2 separate regions of the Mus musculus genome follow, and region 1 is linked to region 2. The links are chromatin contacts, called in public HiChIP or PLAC-seq maps. All regions are on one chromosome and are shown on one strand. The core of a region is the stretch at or near the end of the contact, and the rest is flanking DNA. Distances in the headings are between cores, read along the strand shown.

What was found. HiChIP or PLAC-seq counts read pairs in DNA pulled down with a chosen protein or histone mark.
Region 1: a contact with region 2 is called in an HNF4G HiChIP or PLAC-seq map of pancreatic cancer cells. The contact joins two enhancer-like sites. A contact is called at or near these places in 1 of 15 datasets of contacts at CTCF or cohesin (CD8 T cells), 5 of 484 Hi-C or Micro-C datasets (adipose-derived mesenchymal stem cells, cortical neurons, liver and 1 more) and 2 of 115 datasets of contacts at active chromatin or transcription factors (embryonic stem cells and pancreatic cancer cells).

The regions. Positions count from the first base shown.
Region 1 is chr6:31,328,042-31,335,584 of GRCm38.p6, reverse strand. 2210408F21Rik (RIKEN cDNA 2210408F21 gene) reads right to left here. Exons shown (of 6, transcript NR_040262.1): 3 at 7,225-7,253. Among named protein-coding and RNA genes, the nearest start is that of Mkln1os, 67 kb to the left of the region's middle. Within about 2 kb of position 3,199, at least 84 of the 459 cell types and tissues checked have an H3K27ac peak or open chromatin away from gene starts, as enhancers often do. A contact at or near this core is called in pancreatic cancer cells, where this site is marked.
Region 2 is chr6:31,246,824-31,254,197 of GRCm38.p6, reverse strand. The region is part of intron 1 of 2210408F21Rik (RIKEN cDNA 2210408F21 gene); the gene reads right to left. Among named protein-coding and RNA genes, the nearest start is that of Gm38782, 7.1 kb to the right of the region's middle. Within about 2 kb of position 2,992, at least 6 of the 459 cell types and tissues checked have an H3K27ac peak or open chromatin away from gene starts, as enhancers often do. A contact at or near this core is called in pancreatic cancer cells, where this site is marked.

The DNA of each region.
Region 1 (7,543 bases), core at 1,950-4,449, 81 kb before region 2:
TTTTCATTTTACTATTAAAGTTTACTATATTCCCTACCCCCACCCCCAGCAGTAGTGGAGATGACAGAAATGCGTTAAACATCATAGATGGGGGAGTGGTACAAAATATTTGGTGAAGTTGAATCAAAGACTTGTCAGTCTGAATGATAACACAACTACTCTTAGAGATCGTACCATAAGACAGAGCCAGGCCTGATGACAAGTCTGGAATCCCAGCTACTTGGAAGGCTGAGGCAGGATGGTGGCTAGTTCAAAGTCAGCCTCTGCTAGAGAGAGACTTGAAAGCTATCTTTAGCAACTTAGTGATATTGTTTCAAAATAAAGAGTAAATGGTTGAGGAGATGGACCCATAGGTAGTGTTTACCTTTTAACACCAGAGTCTGAGTTTGGGTCCCTAGGACACACATAAAAGTCTAGGTTCAGTGATGTGTGCCTACGATCAAAACAGCGAGAGTGCTGAGACAGGAGGACCCCTGGATTTTGCTGGTCAGCCGGTCTAGCCAAATTGGGCGAGTCCCAGATTCAGTGAGAAAAGTAGGTGGGGAGTGATAGAGGAAGGCCTCCCATAGGCCTCTGCCCTTCTCATGTGCATACACCCATATCTATGCATACACGTGCACATGTACATATCCAGGGGGGAAAAAACCAAAAAGTGGGTCCGTGTGAGCAGAGATGAGAGCCAATGAGGAGGAGCAGGAGCTGCCCCGTCATCTTGCCTTAGTGCTATGGGGTTTTACATTTAGCTGCTTAGGAGTTGGGGAGTGGGAGAAGATCACATCCACTGGCAGGCTTAGTGAGGGGTGGAGGAGGAGGCCAAAGGCTGGCACAAATCATAGGCTCCTCTAACAGAGGAAGCTCTTAATAGGCAGCCTCCAACAGTACCCTGTGATTCTCAGAACCATCAGAACCAAGGACACGACAGAGAGTCCCTGCAAGTGCCAAATCAATGTAATAAATGTGTGTTTGCTTATATTCCAGAAGCAAACTAAGTGCATTTGTCAAAAGCTGTCACCTGTGCCTTGCATGAGGCTCGGTAAAGCTACTAGATTACTATAGGCTCTGGGAGCAAACTTAGCAGGGCCTGTGTTGGCCCACAGGTACTTCCTCTTCGTGCCTAACAGTCCCCAAGATGTGCAGTCATCTTCAATATTTCTATTCACAGAGATGGACTGTACTGCAACAGGGCTTGCTCAGATTAGCAACAAAGAGAAAGCGTTTTAAAGACAGGAGCTCGCCCTGTAGTCCAGGCAAGCCTAGAATTCACTGGATAGCCATGGGTAGCCTCAGGTGACACATCACTCTCTTGACTCAGCTTCCTGAGCACAGCAGCTATGTGTGTGTGTGTGTGTGTGTGTGTGTGTGTGTGTGTGTCACCATGCTTGAATAAATCAACCTGAAAGTTAATGTCTGCCTACAAGCTAAGTTTCTAAACTCTGAGATTAATAAAGTAAAAAAATATATATATAGGGGCGGAATTTTTCTCCTGATTATTGTAACAAAGGGCTATCTTAAGTTAATAATTAAATATGTTAATAATTAAAAGGCAAAAAAATCCAGTAGAAAGAATAAGCAAAAGATTGACTTTCCAAATAATAAGCAAAGAACTCCCTGTAACAATCAAAGAAATGGTTTATTGTTGTTCAAGTTCTGCCTACGTATGTGTTCTAAGCTTCCGGGTAACGTGAGCTAAATGAGACCTCACAGTCAAGGCTGAAAATCTATGGAACCATTTTTTTTCCTGCACTAATCCCAAACCTAAATCTCTCAATGTTAACACCCCCGACTGAGAGTGGAGACAGAAAAGAGCTGGCAGCCTCAGAAGGAACAGTCCAGCATTGTCTGGGCCTGGTAGACAAATGTCGTCATCTGAGGAGGAGGAGGAATGTGGAGGGCAGTGTCCCTAACCTGCAGGTTGTTTCTCAAGGAACGAGCAAGCTTTGCTCTGCTTTCTGCAGAGCCGCTGGAGTCTTGGTATATTCCATGTGTGGCCCCTGGGGTAGCGGGACCTCCAGGGAACTTACAGATGAGCATTAGACTGCCTTCCATCTGGCCTCTTGAACTGGAGCCGGCATCTCAGCTAGCTCCCCGGGTGACTGCATGCACAGATCTTACAGTGATTGCACGCACAGGCTTTACAGTGCAGTCCTAGGGCAGCCTCTGCCAGGCTCACTCTACACAGGTGCTCTGCCATTGCCGCCGGGATGGAATGCGCAGGTGGTCTCCAAGGAGCCCTTCGAAACTAAATTGCTGGATTTAATGAAAAGTGTCACACTCAGCCAAGTCGAATGTTCTCCACTTTACAAAGGGCTTTAAGATTAATGAATTAATAAAGGTGCCATGGTGCCGCTGCTCCAACAAGTGAATTTAGAGTTCTTATTAGCATCCTTTCACTGGGCATCTGGATAGACCCAGGAGGCCTCAACTAGGATGACCCCCCATCTCTCACACATCCTTTCCCATCCACCTCTTCAGGAGGGGAAGCGTCGTGGGATGTAACATCAAGAGAACTGTGACGGAAAGATACGCCTGCAGGAACTGGAGAAAAAACAACATGTGGTCTAAGAATACTTACTGCTCTTTGCCTGTCTATCACTAGTACAGTCCATAAGCTTTCTCCTGGTATCATCCAAAGGTGTGTGTGTGAGAGAGGGGTGAGGGTTGGGAGGAGAGGACAAAAAGACAAGAAAGAGAAGGAAAAGGGTAGCTGGGTGTGGTTTGCTCTCCCTTCAAACCAGTACTTGGGAGACAGAGGCAGGCAAATCTTTGTGAGTTTGAGGCCAGCCTGATCTACACAGCAAGTCCTGGACAAGCCAGGGCTGCATAATGAGAGTCTGTTTAAAAAAGAAAGAAGTGGGGAGCAGGGGTGGGGGACACCAAGATCTAGTAATCTTGTGCCGTCCTATGAATGGACAGAGGCATGGATTCTGGGCACTGAAGTTGCCTCCACCCCCACCCCGAGGCCACAGTGTACACACCAGCACCTCCATCTTAATTCAACTTGCCCTCTCCCAGCCTCTCCACTGAGCAGACCATCTTGGTAGCAAGCCACCCTCCAGCTTCAAGGTTGTTTCTGGATTTGGGGGCTGCCAGAAAACCAGTTAGATGCAAGGAAACAAAAGAGATTCAGGGGCTAGAGAGGCATTCGTTCGGCTAATGAGTGAGATGACTCACGGGCTGACTCAGAGGAACAGGGCGAACAAGGCTCGACTGGGAGAGAGAAGCAGTGGGGAGTAGACCTCAAAGGAGCCCTGCAAGCCAGATCTAGGAGGCCAGGGACATACATGATGGTTTGGGTTTGGAGGGGTAGCAGAGCCTCAAACAGAGGGAGATAGGGCTGCTTCTTCTTCTTCTTCTTCTTCTTCTTCTTCTTCTTCTTCTTCTTCTTCTTCTTCTTCTTCTTCTTCTTCTTCTCCTTCTCCTCCTCCTCCTCCTCCTCCTCCTCCTCCTCCTCCTTCTCCTCCTCTTCCTTCTCCCTCTCTTCCTCTTCCCCCTTCTCCCCTCCTTCTTTTCCTCCCCATCCTTCTCCTTTTCATCATCTTCCTCCTCCTCCTCCTCCCCCTTGTCCTCCTCCTTTCCCATCTTCCTCCTCTTCCTTCTTCTTCTCCTTCTCCATCTTCTTCTTACCCCCAGAAGTTGGGTTGTGAATCTATAGCCTTCTGTGCTCTGAGAGCCGTGTAGTATCCTCCAGGAACAGTGAACTGCTTGCAGGCAAATCTCAGGGCACAAACTCAGCAGGGATTGTCATCAGGTCCCAGGCAGTGAGCAGAACCAGGACCCACCCTCTAGGTTTCTAGTACATTATGGGGCGGGGCGGGGCAGGGGGGGGGGAAGCTCTTTTGATTTTTTTTTTTAAAGAAGTGTTTTACATTTGAGAACACTGTGATCCAACCTGTGCTTATAAATATATTGAAAATGGTTCTAAACATATGACTAAGGCATCTTCTCCTTTGTGAATGGCTAATTGAGGTTTTGAGATGGAAGATTCCAAGGCTGATTATTGTTTTGAAGGTTAGTACTTACATTGCCATATGAGGTTGTACCTGAAATGATATGACTGTCCACCTACACAGTAGAACCAGGTCTCTGGAAGATCACAGCTTTGTGACCTGGTCGAGTGTAGGGACAGACTACTAGGTGATGAATTTTCTTCATGTGTCAAATAAGTGGCAAAGGATCAAACCGGCAGCCTCAGCCCATTCCGTCAACGTAAACCCACTGAGCTAGCTATAAATAACTTTAGTTGATTACATATTTATATGTAATTTGATGGTTGATGTCGCAAATGTACTTCAGCAGAGCAGTATGAGCAGAGGCAGGAGTTCTTGGCAGCTTGGCAACCTGTCACCTTTCAAAAAAAGAAAAAAAAAAAAGCCATAGAATTTCAGCATCCCTGGCCCCAACAGACAGCAACAGTGTTGGTTGGCTGTTGTTAATTTCAGCCTTGGCTAACTACTTTTCTGTCACCATCATGTTGCCTGTATTTAATGCTGGCTGTTTTATAACATTATAACCCCATCTGTCTGATAATTATGGAAGTGCTGGAGAGTGTTGAGTGTGCTGATCATAGCAGGCTTATTCTGATGAAAATAAAGAGAAAAGTCGTCAGAGCTGCACGTGGGTAAGAAGAAATGGTTCATTCGTCTACACTGGAGATCAAACCCAAGGCCTCTGCCATGCTAGGCTCTACCAGGGAGTATTGGGCTCATCCTGAAAGACAGAGAGACTGAAGACATTTTGGATATGCTGGTGGGCCTGTGCAGTAAACAGTCATCTGGGAAAAAAAAGAGAAAAAAAAATCTTAAAAAGGGAAACTCATTTGAATGCCTCCTTAGGAGATGAGTGACAACACGGAATACATAGACTCCAAATGCAAATTCAGGTAAGGGCTGAATTCCATACAAGCATTTAGAAGCCAGGCGTGTTCGAAGACACTTGAAACCTTTGCTGAATGGGATGGTTCTGTAGAGTCAAGGCCACTTAGATGCAAACAGCCTTCCAGGTCTCCTGTGAACCGCTAAAGCGGAAGGCATTTGGCAAAGCTCACCAACGGCTGCCTTCTCCAATTTTCAGTCCGTATTAACTGGTCTCCTTTGAACGAAGTGACCCAGTTGAATAGATTGGCAAGACAGGGAACAGCTTAGGCTTAAAGCTTTGAAGGAACCAACTTAGCTTCCCAAACTTAAATCACTTTTGGCAGCTCTGCTTATTAACAGTCTTTCAGAGTTCACTGGTTTTAAAGCACATACACACATTTCTGCATATTTTACTAGCTTATGCTTTTTTTCTTCTTTGCATAGTTCCTGAACATAATTTTGTGTTTATGTGTAGGTGTGTGCATGTGTACATGCGTCTGTATTTGTACATGTGTGTCCTTGTGGAAGCCAGAGGACAGTCTCAGGTGCTATTCTTCAGTTGTTCTACCTTGAGTTTTGAGACAGGGTCTCTCACTGTGTTCTGGGACTTGACAGTTAGGCCAGCAAGGCCCAGATGTCTCAAGTCTCTGCTTCTCTGTCACTAGGTTTACAAGTACACACCTTCGTACCTGGATTTTCCACATGGGAGTTAAACTATAAATAAGCATCAAGTTTAGACAGGACCTCCTTTACAGACTAAGCTTTCTCTCCCCCCAGCTCTTAAAAAAAAATCAGTAGTTTGGCATCCCATTTTCTTACTGTGTCATCTGACCCATCTTTTTCTGGACTGAGAAGAATACTTATATTAGAGGCAGGCGGATTTCTGAGTTTGAGGCCAGCCTGGTCAACAAAGTGAGTTCCAGGACAGCCAAGGCAACATAAAGAAATCCTGTCTCAAAACACGGAAAAGTTAAAAAAAAAATTGTTTCTAAAAATTTATTGGATTGCCACTACAGTCTTTTTGTATATATATATTTTAAAATTATATCCTTGACCAATATCTGTGTTTCAACTAGTGATAGGTAGGAATGCTTTCTATATTAAAAGTCCTACATCCCTGGTTTTTCATGGGTCTTACTTTGTTTCTAGTGGTCACCATTGTCTTTCATCTCTAAATCTGAGGTAATACCAACCCTGATTAACATGCATGGCCGATGGAAAGATTTAATGGGAAAATATATGAGGAAATGCTGTGATGCACTAAGCTTTGCCACACTGTTCTTCTAGTGATGAGACTACCCAGAAATGAAAGGGACTGGACTGGCTAATATGTCTAGCATGGACTTATAGACAAGTTTATACCATGCCCTTGAAAATATCTTTCCAAACAAAAGATTAATTTTAGTTTTAATAATTATTAGGGATTGCTCCAGTTCATATACTGACTGGCTTCCAAATATCTAAATGTTAAGATTGGTCCCAAGGTCAATCCTGCAGATCCAAAGCTGCAAGATCTCCATGACACAGGGCAACAACAGGATACCCAAAAGGAGTCCCATGAGGATCCAGTATTGGTAGGGTAGCAGAAGCCAGAGTCCTGGAACCAGACAAATGACTCATTGCAATGAACATTTACAAGAAAAGAAGTGTGGACATAGGGTATACAGTGTGACACACTGTGACATATTAAAACTTAGACAAAGAGATTTTATTTATTTATTTATTTATTTATTTATTTATTTCTCTATCTATGTATATTTTATGGGGGCTGCAAGGGCAGAGAGGAAATACAGGGAACGGGGAGAATAGTGGGACTAATGTGCATGATGTGATTCACAAAGAATCAATAAAAAGTTAAATTAAAAAAAATTGGTTCCAAGGTCGTGCTAGAATAAGGTGGTAGTGGGACATTGTGGGATCACTGAGGGACTGCCCTCAGAAGGGAGTATGGGACTTTCACCCCCCTCTCTCTTTGCTTCTTAGACATGAGGGGGAAGTTTTCCTCAGTCTCTCACTGCTACCACAGAGTGCCGTCTAAGCACAGGCTCAAAGACTGAGGCCAAGTGGAACTTCTATGACAGAAAGCCAAGATAAACCTTCTCTCTTGATAAGTTAATTATCTTAGGTATTTTGTTACAGTGGAGGAAAGCTAAGTAAGACAAGACCATTATGAAAATCAACAAAGATGATTAACAGAAAAGCTCTCAGAAACTTTTTAGACGATCCCACATAAAGCCAGCTCGTCGTTGCTCTCACGTCCTTTGCATTCTATTGAAAGCCCTAATCAGCCAAGTACAGACTTGTTAAAACAAGAACGGCTCCACATTCAACATGATTTTTACCTCAGCCTGACGAGCTATACGCAGCTCACCTTCCCAAGCTGTCCTATTCTTGGCTCCTCTTCATTTGAAAACAAAAAGAGGTCAGTCAGTGGAACACTCCTCTGCAACAGAATGAGGCATTTTTAATTATGCATTTTTATAAATAGATAAGGAGAAGATATTTAAATGAATACACGAGGCTCCACTCTCAGGGATGCTCTAACTCTCCCTCTGCCCTCACCCTGGTCTCCATGGTTTCTCGCATATCATTCCCGTGTTTCCTATATGCAAACAAACACAAACAGACAGCACTTCCCTGTTCATACATGAAGTCTGTTTGATTTCCCACCTCACTTTTTCCAACCTGCT
Region 2 (7,374 bases), core at 1,743-4,242:
ACCAAAGAAAGTTGAATCTTGACATCTTTCCAGCAAGGGTCACTTGTTCCAACCCAGTGGGCTAAACATTTGGAATTAGAAACCTCAACTTTGGCAAATTATAGGTTTGAAATGCTGGAAGTTCTAATTAGACATACATCTAAATGCCAGGAGAGCCCGCTCTGTTCATTTACTCTTAGCTTTATGAAAAAGTATTTGTTTGGAATGTGTTCTCGTTAAAGCAATTTACCTTCAGGTTTAAAGAATGGAATATGCAAGAGAATAATTTTCCAAGTTTTACTGACTGAGTGATAAAATGGAAAAAAATATTTATAAAACCATGGATCCTTTGTAATTAAAAAAAAATCCTTTAAATGCTAAACGTTAAATCCAATGAGACATTTAAGTCCGCCCTCCCACACAGATCCCTGTTCTTGCTGCTAACGTTACACGGCATCCTAAGAAGATGTGCATCACATAGCTGAGCGCTGCTATAAGGTTACATGGGAGTTCTAACAGGAGGATTTCTGCAGACACAAACACAGGTTAAGCAACACCTCGAAAGCAGGCTCAAATGAAAGAAATAGGAGCAACGAAAATAAAGCATGAGGAAACTCTGCCACCACTAGCTGAACAAATGTTTCCAGGGACTGGAAGCCAAGAAGACAGATATCCACCGAAGGCTAAAAACCGTCTGAATCTACTAGGTCCCTACACACTGGACGACAGGAACCTAAGCACTGGAGGCAATCAGACCCCAAGCCCCTCCCACCTGGAAAGGAGGAGCTAAAACATTGGAGGCAATCAGACTCCAAGCCCCACCCCCACCCCCACCCCCGGGAGGGAAGACTACACTGACCTTTAGCAGCTCCACCGCAGACCGCAGAAATCCCAGCCTGCAGCCCATTTCGAAATTACCAAATCTCCAAAAATTACAGGAGATGGGTAGCTTACCAACACAATCGCTTTGATCACATAGGTCAAGCCTGCATCAGCATAAATGGTAATTATCGACGAAGGGGTCACCTACTTCAGTCATTTAATAACCCATTCTCAGTCAGATTTGCCACAGCTCCAGCCCAACTCAATTAGGAGGCACAGGCATATTGGGTGGAACTATTTTCCAGTGTAAGAAGGCTTGGAAAATTTAAGCAATTAGGTGTTCTATTCCTCCTCTGCTCATGTATGGGGTATTCAATGTAACTAGTTTTATTTGTAAAACTTTATATTTTATTCTCTTCTTCCTAGAAAAGAATTTAAATTGTATTTCAAAGGGCTTCAGGGGAAGGGTTGATGGCCAGTTGCTAGGAACTGCAAGTCATATCCCCTGCTACCTAGACTCCAGCTCCATGGATAAACTGTTTTTCACTGCTGTTAAAAGTCCCGCACCCCTAAAGCACAGAAAGTCTAAACCAGTGGTTCTCAACCTGGGTCTTGACCCCTCTGGGAAGTTGAATGACCCTTTCACAGGGGTAAAATATAAGATACCTTGTATATTACATATTTACATTATAATTCATAACAGTAGACAAATTACACTTACGTAGTAATAATGAAAATAATTACATGATTGGGGGGGTCATCACAACATGTGGAACCATATTAAAGGGTTGCAGAATGAGAAAGATTGAGAACCACAGGTCTAAACCATGTTGGTGACCATGTCAAAGCACATCATAGCTTTCACCATGAGGTTCCCCCAATCACCTGGGATACAAGATCTACATAACCACTTTTGTACCTATGTGACCATTTCTTCCCATATGGATGCAACATCTGCCAAGGAACAGGGTTATGTGAAAGAAAGCAACTTGGACTCAGAGTCCAGTTGTGTGGGCTCTAGCTCTTGGTGGTGGTGGTGGTGGTGGTGGTGGTGGTGGTGGTGGTGGTGGTGGGATGTGTTAGTGAAGATAACTCAGTGTAGCAAGAAGCACATCTGCTAATGTCCATCGCACAGACACGAACCCCAGTTTTCCACCTTGAAGCTATGTTACTCTAAGCAATTTATCTCAAGCTCGTGCCTCGGTCTTCTTCTTTGTTAAATGTCAATGCTGTCAAGAACACACAGGCACACCACCACTGCCTCTGCCACTACCCACAAAGCACCTGTTACAGTACCTTGAGGATCTACTTACCTGTCTGTCCATCTCTACATCACCCTCACCCCATACTAACAGCTTTCTCTCCAAACTACCTCTACATCCCCAACATAGTGGCTGCACCTAACCCAGAATAGATACTCAACAAGTACTTTCTTAAATGGTTATTGTCAAAATAATTGAGCAACAATTCGCCAGTCCTTTACTAGGGATCATTACGTTTGTCTCTTGCCACCAGAGAACCACCCAGAAAGAACGTGTTTTCCTTCCTGTAGAACCTACTACGATGCCATTTCAGATGCATCAAAGGCTTATGTGGTTTCTTTCTTCTTTTCAGATAAGAAAGAATTTATGGAGCACCTACCAAAGCCAAGGAATGTGTTCCTTCCTGCAGTTGTCTATTTGATGGCTAAGCGAATATAGTTTGTGATCAATCCCCAAGGTACTGAAATGCACTTGCTTACATCTAGTAACTGGCACTCCGTCAGACATTTAGATGACACAGAAGAAAATGACACAGAAGAAATTTAATCTTCTCTTAAAGTTCAGAATTTAGAAGACAACTATCTAAACTGCTTGTGACACACACACACACACACACACACACACACACACACTCATCACGGCCTTTGATCCTCTCTGTATCTGAATAATGGTGTTCACCAGAACCTTTACCATTCTGTTTTCTTCTTAGATAATCTCCTGTCTCTCAATATCTCTGTCTGAGCCCAGAATTCATAAAACAGAGCGAATGTGGTCTGCTCCCCAGTGAGCACTGGAGAGCCAGCTCCACTCTCCAATGTTCTATTGCTATTAATACAGGAGATTGATTTTTTTCGAAAGGGACATCATACGGTGTTGACTCACCACTCACAAGCCACAGGAGGCTCTAAATCTTCCTGACGTGTGTGTGTGCTTGCAAGTCATCTCGCGCCCACTCTGTACCTGTTTAATTGGATTCGGAGATCTTTGAGGACTTGATATTTGTACCCATTAACTTCATATTGTCAGGTGACTCACCACTGCATCCCATCAGCACTAGGGTAGAGGGGACTCTGACTGTATCCATTAAGTTACTAACCCTCTACTTGTGTGTCATCTGGAAATCTGCTTAGCATGCCATCAACGTTATCATCTTAGTCATCAATAAAAATGTCAAGGTGGGTGGGACAGGGACATGGGCCAGACCTGTATTGGAGCCCCAGAGACCCATGCACATTTCAGCACCTTAAAAACAGAACAAAAAAAAATCCCAAAGAACCTTTAATAACATCATTCAATCAACAAATTTTTGGGTGAGTGTCTTCCATATACTGTTTCAAGTACTGAGCCTGTAGCACTAAACCAAACAAGCTCTCTGCCCGCCCTGAAGTGTACATTCTAGAAGGCCAGCAGGGCAGTTAATCTTCAGTCATCTTGATTGGATTTAGAATCACCATGGAAACAGGCCTCTGGGCTGCATCTTATGACTGTGTTTCCAGAGAGGTTAACTGAACATGGAAGATGTATTTTGACTTCAGATGGGACCATTCCATGGAATGGGATCCTGAACCGAATAAAAAGGAGCTGTAGCTGCCCACTGGCCTTCATCACTCTCTCTCTGGTGACTGGGGACATAATGTGACCAGCTGCTTCACAGTCCGACTACTGATTTGCCTTCCCTGCCATGATGGCTTGTACCCTAACTTCCCTTCCTCGACTTTTCCTCAGGTATTTGGTCGCAGCAAGTACGGGGCTGGGGAAGCTTGGAATTGGGGATGTAGGAGGGGCTGTATGGGAACCAGATGTCTGGTGCACAGCTGTCTGTGACAACACTACTCCTGTCCCTAATTTTTGGCACACATTTGGCCCAAGAAGTGCCCCACCATGAGCAGCGAGTCTTTCTGATTCCTCAAAATTCTTTTTCTCTATGAGAAATCACATTTTTAAAGAAGTCAATATAGCGAAGATGAAGAATTTAATTTGTCTTGAAACAAAAAAAGGAAAATTGGCCTCCCAAGAAAGGCTCCTGCTTCCTGGCACTCGTAGACTACACAAACAGTGTAGGAACAAGTCAAGTCACCGGGAGGCCAGACACACCTGCTGGTGCGGTCACTTGAGAGAATTTTCAGAGTTTTGCTCAAGACATGCAGTGAATGGTTACAAACGAAATGATAGAGACAAGCTTTGAGGCAACAACTCACCTTATTCTGATCCCCCACGTTCTCAACACGGAGCCAGTCACGAGTTCAGTCACTTACAGAGAGTCAAGGGGTGGATATTAGGGTGAGCCCAGAAAATGGCTCAAAGTCTGGGCAATGAGCTTTGGAAAAGAAGACCACAGGGGACAACTTGGAAGTAACTTTTGATGTGAATGGGATTTCATATATTTTTGCGTTGTAAAATACTAATTGTATTCTTTTGATGAGAACTTTTGTTATATATTCTCACAATAATACCCCATGATATTTCTTTTTCCTCCTCCTCCTTCTCATTTTGTGTGTGTTTGTGTGTATGTGTGTGCATTTCTTTACATGTTCCTGCCTGTCTTTGTGGATATGTGGTAGGTGCACATGCACATGTGCATGGAGACCAGAGGTTGACATCAAGCTTCTTCCGTAATTGCTGTCATCATCATTATCATCTATGTCGTCGCGGCACCACCAAGCCCCAGGGATCCTCTTATCTCTGCCTCGACTGTGGTGGGATTACAGGAGCCCACTGCTGCCCTTAGCTTTCCATATGGGGATTGGGAATAAAAGTCCAGTTCTTATACTGGCAGAGCAAGCACTTTCCTAACTCAGCAATCTTCCCAGCCCACTTCTGCTATTTACAGCCATTCATTCATTCATTCATTCATTCATTCTTTCTTTCTTTCTTGACGAACTAGTTTTTACCAAATACTTTCTTTGCTACTAAGAATATAAAGGTAGATACACTAAATATAGTCCTTCAGGAAAGGGCAAGATAAAAGCAGTAAAGGCAGAGGTGATTGTCAGGACTTTATGAAGAGGAGTGGGCAGTTTGTGATGTGCAGGAGTCAGTCCTATCCATGGCGGTGGGAAGTATTTTTCAGGTAGGGAGCATGGAAGGTACACCCTGGGGAAGTCATGGTAATGGTTGCAGGCTGAGTGTCTGCATCTCGAAGTTCTTCCATGTAACCAAGACAGAGAACACCATCCAGATCAGTGAGAGGTGAGGCTGGCGGAGCAAAGAGGCCCAAATGAAACAGAAGCTTACACAGCATCTGCTAGGGGACACAGAATCTACTGAAAGTGTGGCCTTTCACCAAGGCTGATGCCAAGACTGGGGATTGATTTGGGATATATGCAGGGTGGATCAGATGTCATTCATTAACACAACAAAAAATATGAAGACGAGATGGAGAAGCTGCAGGGGAGGCAGAGACACATTTAAGCCTTGGCCACGTTCGAGCAGAGAGGTAGGCAGCTGGATCTAGAAGCAGGATGAAATCGCTTTAGAAATCATCAACACAACTTTGCTGGTTAATTTTTGTAACTTGACAAAACACTTAGTCGTACTGCATGCAGAAAAGGGAATCTTAACTGAAGAATGACTTCCGTCGAATTGGCCCTTGGGCACATCGTCAGGTCAGTTCCTTGATTGCTAATTGATGAAGCAGGGTCCAGTCCACAATGGGCAGTGCTTTCCTTAGGCAGATGGGCCTTTACTATATACAAGAGGCAGCTCAGTAAGCCAGAGGAAGCAACCCAGCAAGCAGAATTTCTCTGTGGTCTCTTCTTCAGATCTTGCCTCCCTGTTCCTTGGCTTCCTTTGATGATGGACTGTGATTTGTAAGAGGAAATAAACCCTTCCTCCCCAAGTTACTCTTGTCAGTGTGTTATCATAGTCACAGAGAAGCAAACTAACATAACACAGCAGAAATGGATTCAGAGTGGTGAATGAGAGTCTGGGAAGGTGTGTTAGGAAAAAGAAAAAGATTTGTTGAAAACCCTAGAGGAATATCAAAGCCTGGCCAGAGAAAGAATCTCCTAAAACAATATGAAGGCGCATCCATAGAGTCAGGGTGAGAGATGTCGAAGGTAACACACATTACAAGTAGGTTGGGGTCAATAAAGGCAAACACTGCTTACATATCAAAGATAAAAGACCAAGGAGTCCACAGCTGCACTAGGGATTCATGACCAGTTGGGCATCGGCTCCCTGTGAACTGAGATGTAAACAGAACCAATGTGCACAGCCAACCATTTTAAACAGTTTGCTCTGAAGGTGGAAGAAGACATAGCATGTCCTTAGACTTCCTTCCTATGAGTGTAGAAACTATACAGAAGATCTTAAAGGGGTCCCTACCTCCTTGACCACAGTGCAGCTGATTGACAACAAGGTTTGGGGGAAACATAGCTAGAAGATGGAAAAGTAGTTTACCAACTAGCGCTGGATTGGCTAAAGCTGAAACCGAACCTGCCTTGTATCTTCCCCTCCTGGGCTTCAAAGGTCCACACAGCCCTGCTAGACCAAGGCCCACTGTGATGGCTGAAGGCAAGTCTGAGTTACTGCACAGCCCATCACTGAAAAGATCTCAAGGGGAACAGACCCACTCCTTTTTTTTTTTTTTTTTTTTTTTGGTTTTTCGAGACCAGGTTTCTCTGTGTAGCCTTGGCTGTCCTGGAACTTGCTCTGTAGACCAGGCTGGCCTCGAACTCAGAAATCCGCCTGCCTCTGCCTCCGAAGTGCTGGGCTTAAAGCCGTGCACCACCACTGCCTGTCCAGACCCACTTCCTACCCTCACTTTCTCTCCCTTATCTTCATTGCTAATGTCATGGGGGCAGTCAGAGGAGGAGGAGAGCTTTGGTCACCTTGGAATCTGGAACAGGCAGCTGGCCCCACAGCTGGCCAGGCAGCTATGCAAGTGGGGAGCCTCTCTGAAAGCAAAATCCAGAAGCCAGGATAAATGGGTCAGGTGGAAAACAGATGACCACAACAGCAAGCTCTACTGAAGGTTGGTCCTGGGGAGTGAAGGTGAGACAAGTCCAAAGGGATGGACACAAGGGAGGGTTTGGCAAAGGCAGTCAGGTAGGAAGCATTGCAAGAGGAGGAACCAAAGATTCATTCATTCATTCATTCATTCATTCATTTTCTCTCTGTCTATCTCTCTCTGACTCTGTCTCTCTGTCTCTCTCTCTGTCTCTCTCTCACACATGTGTACAAGCTTGCATACACACACAAACACACACACACACACGCTGAGGCCACGCAGCGTGCTACACAGATGTGTACTTCTCCACCAGCTCAGTCACTCTGCATCTTCTCTGGCTGTTTGCTTTCTCGGGCTTCC